Regions from separate parts of the Arachis hypogaea genome. Here region 1 is linked to region 2. A link is a contact called in public Hi-C data. All regions are on one chromosome and are shown on one strand. The core of a region is the stretch at or near the end of the contact, and the rest is flanking DNA. Distances in the headings are between cores, read along the strand shown.

Region 1 (3,275 bases), core at 315-2,814, 37 kb before region 2:
AGTCACTACAAATGGTGTCTGAAGTATCCACTTTGCAACTTTTTGTTAAAGAAGCATAAGCATCAGAAGCTGGTGGATTTTGCATCCCATTGCTAGAGTGTCCATGTGTGTCAGGGTAAAAGAAGGTACATGCCAGAACCACATAACAAGTGAGCGTTGTGACCAGCTGCAACAATCCCCTAATGGAAACACAAACAAATGTAAGTCTTTTCTTCTTCTTTTTGCCACTTCTAACATAGGCTAATATGCAAAACACTTAAAACACAAAATGCCTCCACCAACCCAAAAAAAGAAAATGAAAGATATGTAAAAGCAGACAACATTTTTTTTTCTTCTGATAATTTCCTTTGGTTTTGTTTCAGTTAGCAGACAATAACAGTTACAATCATCTTCCCAAAGAAATGAAAATTACAACCAAATGCAATTACAGCTCACAGTAGCATAGCACTTATAAAGGAACAACTATTCTATTCTCTGCATGAGCTTCGTGTATCAAGCGTTAGATTAGTAGCAGGCAGCATATAATGCCAAAAACTAATAAATTAAATATATCAAACACAAATATAAACATAGGGAATAAAGAAGTACAGAAAAGGCATGAAGCAATAAATTAGAATTCAGGGTTGCATGCTACAAGTAGAAAATACAAGCAACCCTATCAGGACCGTTGAGTTAAGAGGATACAAAATTTACCATACTGGAACCAACCAATCATCTATATTTAAACATAAGATCAGCATCAGTTGGCGAAAAATAAAAAGCGCCGAAAGAGGGGTATCAATTGCTTAAAACAGAGCACTCTAGGTACCAGAAAGCACCAACTCAACTATTAAAGTAAGAAAAACCATCAGTGAATAGGTGGCACCAAAAATAGAATAAGGCAATAAGTAGACAAATAAACGAGAAGAGAAAAACAGAATCATGAGGTTCCAAAACGGGGAAAGTTTGGAAATTTATTGAAAATAGAAAGCAATGAGTGAGAAAGTAGGAGAAGAGATAGAGATAGAGATAGAGATAGTACCTGTGGGGGAACATGGAGAGTGTTGGAAGAAGATGAGTGAAATGAAGGAGATGATTAGGGTTTGGGAGTTGATGATGATGAAGGAGGAGGAGAGAGAATAGAAGACATAGAAGTGAATAGGAACAGTGCGCTTAGAAAGAAAGCAAGAAAGAAAGAAAGAAGAGGGAAGAAGAGAAAATGAAAGTGTGAGCTCTGAAAGGCAATTAAAAAATCATGAACACCCTCAAACCCCAGACACAACTCTCAATTTTGCAGACACCATAGTAGACTGTAAATTAAAAAACAAACCCCGAGGTTAAATTTCTTTTTTCTCTTTTCCTTTTTTGTTGACAAAGAAAAACAAAAGATGTTTATATAAAATATCATTTTTCATGGAAAACATAGAGAGTATATTTGATATTGTTGTTGAAAACTAAAAATTATTATTTTTCAATACAAATTTTCTCTTTTGTATCCTTAACAACGTGTTCGGCTGCTCGTTGGATGGGTGGTCGGTTGTATGGCTAGGTGTGAGTAACGGTGTGATGTTAAAAATTTGGATTTGGGTGTGAATTTAGCGAAGAGTGCGGTTATTATTGTCGATAAGTTGGCAGGTGCGGTCATTTGTTAAAATATTTTAATGTTAAAATAAATGTCTGTATAATGAGATAGTTAATTAGCGTAAAAAAATGACGTACTTAAAAGAGAAATAGGCATCTCCTCTCTTTATCTGTACTTATCGGATCTTTTCGTTTAGACCCGTATCTAGAAGTATCCATCAGCTGTCTTGACTTTCACTAAGAGATGGCATCACTTAAAATGCGTTGGTTAGCTCGGATGAATTGAAAATTTGTCGACTTTAAAAGTAAATCGAGTGGACTTCCAATATTTATTAGACTGGACCATAAAACAATGTAATTAATACAATTATATTAATTATATATAAAATTTTAATTATTAAATCACTCTTTCATATAAAATATACAAAATTTTGTTGAGGTATTGGAATGGAGATTGAGAGATTGAAACTCAGTATCATGTTTATTGGTCTAGAAATTGGTACTAAAATTTCAGTCTTTATCTCTAAAAGTTTAATATTTCAATACTTCCAAAAAGTGAAGACACAGGAGACTAAAATTTTTAGGATAGAGACTAAAACTTTAATAATATTTTATACCTAAAATATCCTCATTTCAATTAATTAATTCCAACTTTACTTTTTGTGCAAATTAAATTAGAATTTTATTCTTATTTTATTGGACTTTGTTAAGTAAATAATGATTTTTGTGAGCAATGTGACTTCACATATTTCTAGCGATTCACATGGCATTATCAAATGATACAAGTCTTGGATAAGAATCTATAATGCACTAGAACGACCTTGTTGACGATCCTTTACTCCGACAGCATCTAGGGTTTCTCGAACAATGTGATATCTCACACCGGGTAAATCCTTAACCTTTCTCCCTCTTACTAAGACTACAGAATATTCTTGTAAATTATGGCCAATACTGGGTATATAAGCAGTGATTTCAAATTCAGAGGTTAAGCGTACTCTGGCAACTTTACGTAAGGCAGAGTTTTGTTTTTTGGGAGTGATAGTGGAAAAGTTGACTTTTAGATGTGTCGATATCAACGATGACTCATTATTTTGATGAAAAATTTCTTCGGAGAGAAGAAGATTATGTAAACACTTAGACTCTAAAATTGACTCAATAAATTAAAAACAAACTACACCCTAAATTATCCACCTAAATCTTAATATTAGAATAATCATCCGTATATCTAGTAAATTGAACATTCAATATATCTATTATTCACATTGTTTAATATTTTTATTGTATACCTATACTTTTTCTATTTAATTTTTTGTCTTTTATTTTACACTAAATATAATACCGAGACTTATTTCCGTCTCTATTTCTCCATTTATATTTCTCTTCTAAATACTACTAAATGAATAAACATTTTTATAATCAAGTCCATAATCAAATTTTATTATTCTCTGATAAATATCATAATATAGATCAATTCTCATTTTATTTAGAGCGATAATCCATACACACATTTATCTGAATTTTGTTATGCTGGTGAGTCATTGAATTAAGTTGGTTAAATTTAATTACTAAAAAACTTAGCCATTTATGTCATTCAAAAATATATATTATAATAAAAATATATATTAAAAATAAATTAAAATATATATATATAATTGTTATTACTATTTTATACGTGTACACATAACATTTTTTGTTATTAACATAATCACTTAATT
Region 2 (3,552 bases), core at 617-3,116:
TCCTACAACATTTACATAATTCACTTTTCTAGAAACATAATTAAATCTAAACACAAATAGTGGATATAATATTAAAATCGAACACATCCAAGTGAGACATAATTGAGAATGAATACATCCAAGTGAGAATAATTGAAAAATATAATCTGATTTGTTAGTATAATTGATAGTAGGATAACATTGAATTACTTTTATAAACGTTAGGGTTACAAATAGGACGATTTAAACGTTAGGGACACAAATATGACTTACCCCAAATGTTGGGGACAAAAACGATAGTTTACTCTAGAATTAATTAGTATCGATTAGAATTATTTAGATATGTTAAATAATATTAATTGATTTAATTGATGTTGATTATATTTATCTGTTTTATTAATTTATGTATTTTTTTATTAAGTTGTTTCAAATAAGTTTTAAATTTAAATTGTCACTTGAATTTGAAGAGAGATATTAGAGTATAATTAGCATCAATTAGATCAATTAGTATTATTTAACATATCTAAATAATTCTAATTAATACTAATTGATTCTAATATATTCTAACAGTCACTACACCAGAGGCTCTCATGGCATAGATCAATTCCACAATTTCTACCTTTGAGTATACATGCATCACTGCAACCCTCAACGGGTCCATGAGCTTCACTGCGGTTCTCGTTAGAGTCGAAGGAGGGAGGATATTGAAAAAGACGGTGCTGAAGTCACCAGGACTGAGAGGAGAAGAAGTTGGTGGTGCGACGAAGGAGTTAATAGGAAAGACGTTGGAAAAGTTTGTTGTCGTCGCCGGCGGTGAAGATAATAAAAGGAGTAGTGCACTTGCGACGGTAGAGAAAAAGAACGAGGAAGTAGAGAGAGGTGGTGGTGATGAGAGGGAGGGAGAAGGATACGGTGGAGACGGTGGTAGTGGTGGTGGTGGTGATGGTGGTGAGGGAGATTTAGTATTAATTTTTAGAAGTCCAACATGAGAAGCGACAGTGAGAGGAACTGACAAGAGTTTGAGAAGCTGACAGTTAATAATGAAAATAAAGGTTGTAATTAAATTGAATAAAATAAAAAGAAAAAGATAAAGAAAATTATGAAAAAATTTCTATCGTAAAAATTATAACAAAAAGATCCCATTAAAATAAAATATTAAGAAAAGGATAGATATGTATTTGACTTTTTAATCCATAGATATTTAAGTTTTTGAGAATTTAAAAATACATTTAAATTTTTGATATTTTAAAAATGTGGACATATCAATCTCTCATGTAGTCATGTTCACTTTGATTTGTTAAATCTAATGAAAAAATTAAATGTGATACCCGTTATACTGATCTGGTTGATACGGGTGCTCACGTAAGAGAGTTTTTAAAATAGGACAAATTAGACCCAGAGATCGATATATCCAAATTTTGAAGAGAAAAAATCAGGAATGAATTTATCAATTTTCCTAAAATATTTTGTTTTAGTCAATCTAACTTACCAATAAGCAAAATCACTTTTGGGCATTTTACCGATACAAATAGATGCGGCTCACTAAATTTGTGCCTCACTATATTAAAGAATGAATCCTCTCTATTTTTTTTTAATAATTAAGGGAGTAAAGTGTAATTTTTTATTATTAATTTTATAAATAGATTAAAAAAATGAAAAAATGTATAATAAAAAATTAAAAATCATATTTTACTCTCTCAATTTTTTTTAACAATTGAGAGGATAATGATATAGGTGGCTTTCACCAAAGGCTTACAACTGAAAACTCTTTCTTGTTGTAGTGTAGATATCCTGTTCTTTTTTTTTTTTTTTCCCTCGAACTGAAGAACTCTTCATTGTTAATAGGCTCAAATTGCCCAAACCAAAGCCACAAAAGGTACGATAATTGAGTGATTGCAATTCATTGGTTAACCCCTTGGACTTTTCTGACTTTATTTTGCTACCTGGGGACAATATGGGTTAAGGCCTAATACTCACGGGTTTTAAAAACTTTTTCACACATGCAATGGGCCGAATAAATAAACCGATGCATATCATGCATCATTTTATCATTTCTCTCAGGAAACTCTGCATATTACTTTCGTTTTCAAAAGATATTTCGTATAGAATAAAGTATATGTTGCGTTAAGAATTGAATATTAACTTGTTATGATAATATAATTGATATTTTATATTTTAACTTATTTTTTATGAGCAATGTAAAAATTTATTAAAAAGCAATCAAGGAACACAATAAAACAATTTATAATTCGTACAATACAACTCATGATTAACAATTATATGTAAAAATTCGATTGTCCTTTATTTGAAAAGTTATTGCACATTGCAATCAAGATAAATAAAAAAGATATTTATATTCAATTAATGACTATCTCCTTGACGGGTGCAATGACTAATACAACAAAATAAAAAAAATAATTCTTCAATTGAAGAAGAGATCGATCAAACTGCTATATATGAAGAAATCAACCATGAAAGAAGCAATAATTCGAAATACAAACACAGCTTTTGCTAATGTAGTTTTATTCCTTGATATTATATGGTTCAATTTTTTTTATTATTTAAAATTAAGTTCATCACATTGAGAGATACACAAAATAAAAAAAGTTAATCCACACAAAAATTATTTATAGTTTTGTTTAAGTGATTGTGTTCGAAAGCATATTGAGTTTAGAGTGTAATTGGTTTCACTTATCTAAGTTAGATTAGCATCTAAAAGTTATTAAGTTTGAATTATTTTAGGTGAATTATAAGAATATTAATGGTAATCAGTAATTAAAAAAATGGGAGATTAAATCTTAACTCTTTTTTGTTGAGTATTTTTTTTGTCTTTTTAGATAATTTCAGGAGACATTTTTATTTTTATTTTTCATAACTAGTTAAGAGACTTTTTCTGTTTGTCTTGTAATCAGTTAGGAGATGTTTTTTAATTTTATCTTCTATGTAACAAAAACAGAAATGGAGTTGAAGAGAGAGAGAGAGAAAGAGAATCACACCCAAAAATATCATAGTTCAGCTACTAGGTGCAATGCAACCTACATCCAATCTCCATCACAACAGTGAAAGAATTTCACTATAATTTGATTACATACACCAATTCTTCCCTAGGAACTACCCATTCCTATCTGAGATAAGTCTAGATTCTATCCCCAAAACTGAACTTGACTTGGACAACTGTCAAACTTTCAATTGCTAAGTGCTAACCTAACTTACAAGGAAATCCCCACAAGATTATGAAACATAACATAGATGTACAAAAGAACTCTTAGACATCTATGGCTTTTTCTTTAATTTTGCTCTCTCTGTCTTTTTCTTCTCACTAGCTTTTTCTTGCAAACCTCACTCTATTTATCTTTTTCACCATGAGACTCAGACAAATAAAATTAAAGAAAAGAAAACTAAATGAAACACATTGAAGGAGAAGAACTTCTGTTAGTTTAGGGTAGCTATGAGAACTCTATGCTTACTCTCCTTGTTTCAACCCTTGGCCGTTCACTCTTATTATAGAAGGGAAAATTTCCAAAGTTGAAACCAGTTCAACCAAGCCATCTTCTTCTTCTTCAATATAAAGGC

Evidence for each region. A called contact is a pair of places that touch in the nucleus more often than the background predicts.
Region 1: a Hi-C map of leaf shows a contact between it and region 2, with 2.2 times the contacts expected there. The contact joins the promoter of LOC112800599 here to the enhancer-like site in region 2. A contact is called at or near these places in 3 of 8 Hi-C or Micro-C datasets (all in leaf).

Annotation. Positions count from the first base shown.
Region 1 is chr5:8,765,248-8,768,522 of arahy.Tifrunner.gnm2.J5K5, reverse strand. It overlaps LOC112800599, which reads right to left and starts at 1,564. Exons shown (of 3, transcript XM_025842932.3): 1 at 1,022-1,564; 2 at 1-179. The coding sequence starts at 1,035.
Region 2 is chr5:8,728,070-8,731,621 of arahy.Tifrunner.gnm2.J5K5, reverse strand. No RefSeq gene overlaps it. Among protein-coding and RNA genes, the nearest start is that of LOC112803227, 26 kb to the left of the region's middle. Within about 2 kb of position 1,866, at least 2 of the 3 cell types and tissues checked have open chromatin away from gene starts, as enhancers often do.